Regions from separate parts of the Rattus norvegicus genome. Here region 1 is linked to region 2. The links are chromatin contacts, called in public HiChIP or PLAC-seq maps. All regions are on one chromosome and are shown on one strand. The core of a region is the stretch at or near the end of the contact, and the rest is flanking DNA. Distances in the headings are between cores, read along the strand shown. Region 1 overlaps Slc8a1 (solute carrier family 8 member A1). Region 2 has its middle 14 kb from the start of Slc8a1.

Evidence for each region. HiChIP or PLAC-seq counts read pairs in DNA pulled down with a chosen protein or histone mark.
Region 1: a contact with region 2 is called in an H3K27ac HiChIP or PLAC-seq map of oligodendrocytes, with 7 times the contacts expected there. The contact joins two enhancer-like sites. A contact is called at or near these places in 2 of 12 Hi-C or Micro-C datasets (frontal cortex and kidney) and 1 of 1 datasets of contacts at active chromatin or transcription factors (oligodendrocytes).

Annotation. Positions count from the first base shown.
Region 1 is chr6:19,196,881-19,201,215 of GRCr8, reverse strand. The region is part of intron 1 of Slc8a1 (solute carrier family 8 member A1); the gene reads right to left. Among named protein-coding and RNA genes, the nearest start is that of Slc8a1, 180 kb to the right of the region's middle. Within about 2 kb of position 2,820, at least 33 of the 93 cell types and tissues checked have an H3K27ac peak or open chromatin away from gene starts, as enhancers often do.
Region 2 is chr6:19,006,967-19,011,281 of GRCr8, reverse strand. It overlaps a transcript of Slc8a1 not described here. Among named protein-coding and RNA genes, the nearest start is that of Slc8a1, 14 kb to the left of the region's middle. Within about 2 kb of position 1,816, at least 5 of the 93 cell types and tissues checked have an H3K27ac peak or open chromatin away from gene starts, as enhancers often do.

The DNA.
Region 1 (4,335 bases), core at 1,571-4,070, 190 kb before region 2:
AACATATGGAGAAAACTATTAGAATAATAAACTAGGAGATTAGCTGCTGGTGAAGGTGGGGAGGGAGGGGCAGGATCCTTTCATCTAAACCGAATTTAATCTAAATCTAACGTGGTAAAGGTTGAAAACAATTTTGCAAACCAAATTTCAGGGAGGAAGGAAAAAATATAGAACGATCTGGGTGTTCTTTAAGTGACATTTGAAACACACATACGTGGTTCTAAAAGCCATTTGTAGAAGTTAGTGTTCAGGCAGAATCCTTAATGTCTGCGCAGAAAGCATCTTAAATTTGGGATACACTGTCCTATCTTTAAAGATTGGTTCAACATGTTACTTATTTTATGAGAATTATGCAATTACCAGGTGCAATGTGCTTAGAAGCTTCAACATTCCAGCAATTGCTGCAAGCTGACAGGAATGCTTGCAAAGGACCACATCCCCCATGATCTTTCAGCAAAACCAAATACAGGTTTGCAGATTATTATTATTATTTTTATCTCGGTGGAGAATTATCACAGTAATAACTGTGCAAGTCAATTTTTCAGCAGAAGTGACTACACATTTTTTTTTTGCCCATAACGGAAGGAAAAACAGCCATATGGACCTCATTCTTAGCCAGCGTTCCATTAGCTAATTAAATTTACAAAGCCCAACCGACCGCCCATCCAGTGAGAGTCCAAGGATTAGCCCTGTTTTAATGACTCCATTTTCCCCCCATCTGGCAAAGCTAATGCTATCTTGTTTCAAAGCAGACTAGAGAAGTCTGTATCATTCAGAACAGGTTAGACAGAATAATAGAACACAGTAGAGACCTCACAGATGTTTTTGAAAAATAAAAAAACAAAGGTAAAACTATATTTTAATAATACATGCAATTTACTCAGGATATCCAAACTACCGTCAACTTAACACACAAGAGACTTAAAATTGGTTGATGGGACAGTGCATATTATCTCTTCATACTAAATACTTGAAATCTGGTATGTGCTTTAGAGTTACAACCCCTTTTTATATCAGCTAGTCAAATTGCAATTTATTTGATAGCAGCGTGTGAGTAGAGACTCTGATATTGAACAGTGCGCACTTAACTTAGACCTTCCACCTTCTCCCCATGGTTTCCTATTTAAACCTGCCACACACTGTGATTATGTAGGGCAGTTTAGATCCTAGTGAGTTGACCTTACCGGTCCACCATCGCATCTTTCCAAGAAAAATGTATACCATAAATAATTTTATTTTTCAATATATATATATGTGTGTGTGTGTGTGTGTGTGTGTGTGTGTGTGTGTGTGTGTGCGTGTGTGTGTGTGAGTACTTTCATCAAAGTATTAATAAGGCAAAGAGCCTGTTGCCTGTTGAGCAGTTGCTACAGTGAGTCTTCACAGTTTTGTGATTGTTCAATGATCTTTAAGCATATGGTGAATGTATGGAATACAATGAGTCTTCTACAAACTTTAGGCAAGTAATTACACTGCCTGTGGGTACAAAGATCACATTTTCCCACTTTGAGATAAGAAAGCATGGCCTGACAATGAATTATTTGTGCTTATAAGGCTTGTTGATATAAAATGTTTACCGACAAGACATGGAGACACAAGACTTTCTGGGAATTGGCTGGAAGCCATAAAATGGCAGAAAACTGGATTGTTTTCAGAGAATTCACTAAACAGGGGGATGAATGACTAAGGTTCTACTTTCACACTTGCACTGAGATGAACAAGAAGAGGAAGGCCATACAAAGTCAATAAAGAATGAGTTAGGAAATTGCTTCCCTCAGATGAGTCTGTGACATCACAAATATCAAAATGGTGGGCACTTAATGAGTTAAAACTTAAAGCTGGTCACTTTCCCCACTCATCCATGTCTCTCTTTTAAGTTGTCAGTTTACTGCTCAGGAACATACGTTGTGATTGGTGGAAAGTAGCTATTTGATCAAGTAATTGTCACATATCTTCCCTCAGATGATGATTTTACCATTTACCCTCGAGTCTCTACGGAGCATCAGTCCTTATTAGTTCTAGGTCTTTAGAGTCCAAGCGAAGGATAACCTTAAAGATTTCCCTTTTTATTCCGTTCAGTGGGGGAATTCGGTTTTTGAGATTAAGAATTATTTCTTGCTTTCTTGCTGCTTCTTGTTCTCTCTTGCTCTCTTGCTCTTACCCTCTTCCTGCTTTGTTCCTTCTCCTCCCATTCCCCTCCTTGCTTCTCTCCACATGCTCAAGACCAGCCTCTACTCTTCTCTTCTCTTCTCTCTCTCTTTCTCTCTCTCTCTCTCTCTCTCTCTCTCTGACTTTCTCTGCCCTATTACCCTCTTAACTCCCCTCCCCATGTAATTAAAGAAAAAGAATTATTTCTTACTCGATGCTATGTCAATCACATTCATTTTGAGAACATACCAATTAATCACATTGCTAAATATGGATTGCACAATCCAAGGGAGCTTTCCCCAAATGTTTCCTTGGATCATCCTAAAATGCTAGTACCAGAAGCAAGAACCCGAGAAGCAGAAAGCAGAGATAGAGCACTGGGACTAAAATAAGATACCAGAGACAGAAGTGAAATCAGTGGGCATCTAGAGGTGTAAATACTGTTTGTTCGCCCCTAGGTATCTGGCCTGATAACGAAGGCTCTTGGACATTTGACCTCTGAAATAAAGATACTGAGGGCCACAGTCAAAACAGGAAGGAGCCTTGATAACATCACATGAGGAAGGTCCTCACTCGTGGGATTTTCAGTTAACTTACAGCCCATAGCCTACTGGCTCAGAGGGTGAACTAACTTCATGTTTCAAAAGATTCTAGGGAGACCATCTACAGTTTGTGATTATAATAGATTAGCAGGACTTTGAAGCAAGATGCCATGATCACACATGATTTCAAGAGCCAATAGGACAATTAAGAAGGTGTGTAAGCTTGAAGCCACAATTTAAGGGAGGAAAAGGCCCTTTAGTGACTCTTAAAAGTGTTCTTGATGTGAAGTGAAAATCAGAGAGGGGCAAATTTGAAATGCAAATGACTCTCCTGCTGCAGCATCCATTCACACTCTCCCAGAGAACACAGAATAATGAGAGCATTTGTTGCCTTTTTGGGTGATCACATGAGGAGTTGGGCTCTGACTTTCAGAACTTCCTGCTCTGCCAGATTTCTTCCTGGCTCTGGTTCCCCTTCAGTTTACTTCTTGGAATGCCTATTGACCTTTCCAAGTCTTCTTTCTTGCATGGTTTTGGTCTGATTATAATTCTGCCCTTTTCTTTGTGCACAGTTAATTTCCTAGTCTGGTTTGGTGTATATGATAACAGTTCAAGCCATGTGAAGTTATAAGCAGATGGCAAGGTATGGACCCAAGACAGGACCCTGTTGGATTTTTCTGAGTCCATCCTTTACGATAGTGTTTTATCTTGTTTAATAGAAGTGATATAAATATATTGGGCACAAAATTATATAGAGAATTTTTCCTGAAAGAATTAAAGGAAGTGATGCATAAATAAAATATGGCATGACACTGTCACTTAGTATACACATAATACTATAAAACTTAATCAAAGTTTTATGGAAAAAAAGGCATCAGAAATAAAAGTAATTTTCATAACATATTATTCAACAAATGTATTGTAGTGGTTTGAATAAGAATGGTCCACATAGACTCATATATTTGAATGCTTGGTCATCAGGAATTGGCACTATTTGAAAGGATTAAAAGAATCAGGAGGTGTTGTTTAGTTGGATTGGGTTTGGCTTTGTTGGATAAAGTGTGTCAATGGGGATGGTCTTTCAGGTTTCTAAAGCCCAAATCAAGGCCCTCTTACCTTTAGGACTAAAATAAGATACCAGAGACAGAAGTGAAATCAGTGGGCATCTAAGTGTGAAAAGACTTTTCACTCCTAGGTACCCGGCCTGATGACTAAAGCTGCCTACGGGTCAGGTGCAGCTCTCAGCTACTGCTCAGGTGAAGTGTGATGTGTGCTACCATGGCCTTCTTCATAATGAAAATGAGCATAAGCCTCTGAAATGGTAAGCAAGGCCCCAGTTCAATGCTTTCTTTTGGTCTTTCCTCCATCTCCTCTTCCTCCTCCTATTCTTCTTCCTCTTCTTTCTCTTCCTCTTCTTTTTTTGAGAAAGGGTTTCTCAGGCTGATTGGTCTTGAACTCACAGATTTGCTTGCTTCTGTCTGTTGAATTCTGGGATTAAAGATGTGTGTTACCACTGCCAGGATTTAAGTGCTTTCCTTTATAAGAGTTTCTGTGGTCATGGTGTCTCTTCACAGCAATGGAACAGCAACCAAGGTACTTACTCTTGCTTTTTAAATATGTAAAGGTTTTCTACACTTAAGTACAT
Region 2 (4,315 bases), core at 567-3,066:
ACTGATTTTAAAACAAAACAAAACAAAAACTATTCATGTTCTGGGAAGAAAAATAAAAAGAGATTCATGGGGATAAAAATCCTTGAATTTGTCCAACACACAAAACTTCAGCTGTGGGTTGTTCATTTCTCCACTATAAGGAAGGCATTTTGAAAGGAAGATGAGACTTCTGACTACCTTTCCAAACTCTTTGATGCCACGTCTAATGAAGTCTACAAAGCAAGTGTCACTTTGGGAGCAGAATAAGCAACCCAATGACCTAAACATGTTACTAGGCTTGGGTGCTCTACGGTAAGGAATGAACACAACCAGAGAGAGGCCCTATGTCCTGTGTGTTAATGAGGAGTGCAGAAGAGAAAGCCTTCAACAGTAGATGACAAAAACCACCAAGAGTGTACCAAGGAACGTCTAGTGTAGCATTACACCTACAATCCCAGAAATCTAGAGTCACAGGTAGGAGACTTCAAAGCCCACTTGGGCTCCGAAGTGAGAATTTATCTCTAAAACCAAATAAAAAGCAAAACAAAAAGTATGTTGACTAGTGGTCTACCGTTTCTCCTTGCCTCTGGCCATTGCAGCCTCTGTCTTTCAAGGCTATGCTGTGACACCATAATGAATATCACCTTCCAGCGCAAAATGCATTTGGGAAATGCCGAAAGCTACTATTGATGCTAACTATGTAGTGCGTGTACATGGTCCTGACTGGGTGCAGGGCAGCTCAAGGGCTGTGGAGATGCTCGTAACATTTTTCTGTGGTTGTCCTTGTCATAACATTCCTAGAGCATGCTTCACTTGGTCAAAATGACTAGGATTATTGGTTTTCTAAATCCCTTTACCTGTTTGTAATGACCCCAAAGCCCCTTTCCTCTCCTGGAGGAGGTCACGGGGCCAAGCTTCTCCTTCCTCTGCAGTTCAGATCCTATCTTGCTCAACCAGGCTATTTCATCTATGAGTGTTCTAGATCACGACAGGAAGAACTGAATCCCGGAGTGGCTTCTGTACCTTCTTTTATTCACCCACAGCCAAGTCATTCAACTGCACCTTGCACCAGTCTTCACCTTTAAATGCTTCTTTTGCTTCTTTGCTGAACATCAAATAGGAATACACACACACGCACGCACGCACGCACGCACGCACACACACACACCCATGCACATACACATGCACACACACATGCATACGTACACATACACAGGCACACTCACGTGCACACACACACACACACACACACACACACACACACAAACATACCAGCTTGTCTAGATAATGACATGACAAGTGTTCACCAAATGTGCAATGACTTGCCTTTCCAGGGTCTTTCACACAACCTGAATGCTCAGTCCATGCCACGGTTGGGTTAGTATAAGGTGCTGAATCACTGGTTGCTTTGCTGTTTTGACTTGACCTCACATTAGACTCAACAAAGAAGTTATTATTTGAACTTGGTTTGCAATGGTGTGGAATCTGCACCGTGATTGCTCCATCTTTTAAGTGGCTTCCGACATACACATTAATTCTCCAAGATTTCTTGACTGTGCAGGGAACCGGTTTATCTGACTTGGCATCGAGCTGCTGTTGTCTAGGTGATCGGCGAAAATGCCACAAAATGTTACAGTACAGCACCTTCAGGAATTTGAGACTTGTCGGTCTGCTCTGGAGAAAATACCTCGCCCATTTCTCAGAAGATTTACAAAAGCTAACTTTTCCAGAAAAGAATCGGGGTTTGCTTCAGAGTAAGAACCTCAGTACAGGAATCCGTGTTTGTCTGCTTCTTGCTACTCTCCAGTTAGTGACCTCTTCTTTAGAAGCTCTGCTCCCAGGCCCTCACGCTTCCCTGTCAGAACAGTCTCCGGAGGGCATTCACAGGGCAGAAACTCGGTTTTAACTCTTCCACTTCCTCTTTGTCTTGCTGTATCACAGGTTCTCAGGACTCTCTGCAAGCTGATCGCATGAGAGATTTCAACTTCACAGATCAACATATACCTAATGGCTTGTGCAGACTCACATATAGTACCCCTTTGCTGAGCAATACCTCTGTGTTTTGTTAAGGATTTGGTCAGAATTCCTTCACTCAAATGAGTAACTCTCATACTAATGGTTTCACATTCTATGTTGGTCAATGGATCAATGCTTTGTTTTTCCAGACTCAAATGACTTATTATAAATGATGCCTTAGCTCTCTGCCACAGAAATAGTTTCCTTGCTTCACTTGTCAGTCAGGATATTCCCTTCCTTCTTTGAAAACTGAGTAGGAAGTGAGGATGTGTGTTATCTAAACATTTTTCTACCTTGCCACATTCTGGACTAGAAGGACCAAGAACTGAGGGACCAAAGGACAGGTGCAAATGCGAGTGCAAAGCAGTCAGAGTCCAAACAGAGTTGCCATGGAAGAGAGCAGTGAGCTCTATTGATTCAAGCCACTCTCTGCTTAAGTTCTAAGCTCCTCCATGAACGCATAGCCGTAAGCACTTACCCAGGAAGTGGGCTGTCTGAGTTGCACACAACTACTCCATGGTTAGTTTAAAGTTTCAACACGATGCACATGCACACATGAGAGGCTAGAGGTGCAGGAAAGAGAGAGGAAGAATGGAGAAGGGGGAAGAGAGCAATGGCTGGGCGGGGGGAGAAAAGGAGGGAGGGAGGGAGAGGGAAAGGGAGAGGAAGAGAGAGAGAGAGAGAGAGAGAGAGAGAGAGAGAGAGAGAGAGAATGGAAAATAATCCTACTGCATTTAATGAGGCCCCACTGGACTAGTCCTGAGTTTAAATCAAAATCCCTAAGGCAAAAGCTGAACGCTCACATTTCCCCGAGTCTGGTCTATCCCAATGGACGGAAAACACCTGACATCTACTTCCCCTACATTTAAGAGACATCTCCCGGGAGCCAGAACCATTTTGTTCAGAGGGGAGAGTGGGAACGGGGAGTGCTGTAACCCACTGGCCTGGTTAGCCTTAGTCCTACTGATAATGAGAGCTGGAGAGGCAGACAGTTAAAGGAGCAGAGGGAAACCAGACAGCACCCTGCAATCTAGAGAAAGTCAGGGAAGATACTTGCCACAAGAGGGAGCAGTAGAATTTGGATGGATAGGAGGTTACTGGATAAATGTTCTTACTGGGGCAAGTACCTCATCCTGAGTTTACAGTAGACATTGGATCACAACGTGTGGGTGGTACCGGATGATGGTGAAGCACGGCGAAGCACAAGACACACGCCCCTAAGTGGTGGAGAGTGGCACATGGACCACTCAATTTTTAACAAAAGCAACAATTGAAAGAAACATATATACAACAGCTCAAGGATACGAAATGTGTAACCTGATGTAACAGCTTCTTCTCTAAATGTTTCCACCCCAGTTTGGTCTTTGCTGAGACCTGTTCTTGCTTCTTGCCTGCATAGCATTACCTAGAGCATCCAGGAGAAAAGACTGGCCTCGCTGAATGGCAGCAGTGAAAATGACACACTTAAGTCGAAAACTATGACAGCCACAGTCACAAACAGAGTACTTTCTTCACACTGCTGTGTCTTTTTTTTTAAATTCTATCCATCCCCTTTTTAAAGGAGGAATGCAATTTATAGAAACTGCAGAGTTCTTCTCGTCATTTATTCGGTCCAAGACACAGATTAAGTACTAAGAGGGAAGGAACCATGCGTTTACTTTGCAAGATAAATAAAAGTCTATTTTTGTCGATAAAAAAACATGTTAAATATAGCTCGCTAGCAAAGGCCGACACTCTCCTCAATGTATTTTATTGTTTCAAAGCACATTGAGCTTGAAGGAGCAACTGTGGTAGTTCCTGCACCACTGTCCTCGGGGTCTCCCTCACCTTCCTTTCTTATTTTTATTTAGAGTTACAGCACTCACAGCATTGTACTCTTTCCTTCCCCATCATAGTCAACAGAATTTCCAGCTACCTCTTAACCTAAACCCAAGTTGATACAAGGGAAAATCACACAAGCAGTGAGGTCTGCAGACAGATAAAGGAGCCTGAAGCACGGCCTATCTGTGCCTTTAGTTCACTACTTTTCTTCCCAGCCCTGGCAAGCAGTACCCAAGACAAGAGTAGAGAAGGCTAAATCATCCGGAGGACACCTAACATCCTTTGCTACCTCTGGCCAGCTCCGCAGTGAATGATAGTTTATCAGGGTTCATCTTTTTTCATTTTTTTCTCTCACTCTTTTTTCTAGAAACTAAATTCATTTTTTTAAAAATAAGACACAACAGCCATTTTGAAAGGGTGGGGGGAGATCAGGCTTCTCTTTATAGGGGAGATCTTAATTAAAGTACCCAGAAATCCAAATGCAACACTTTATTAAAGC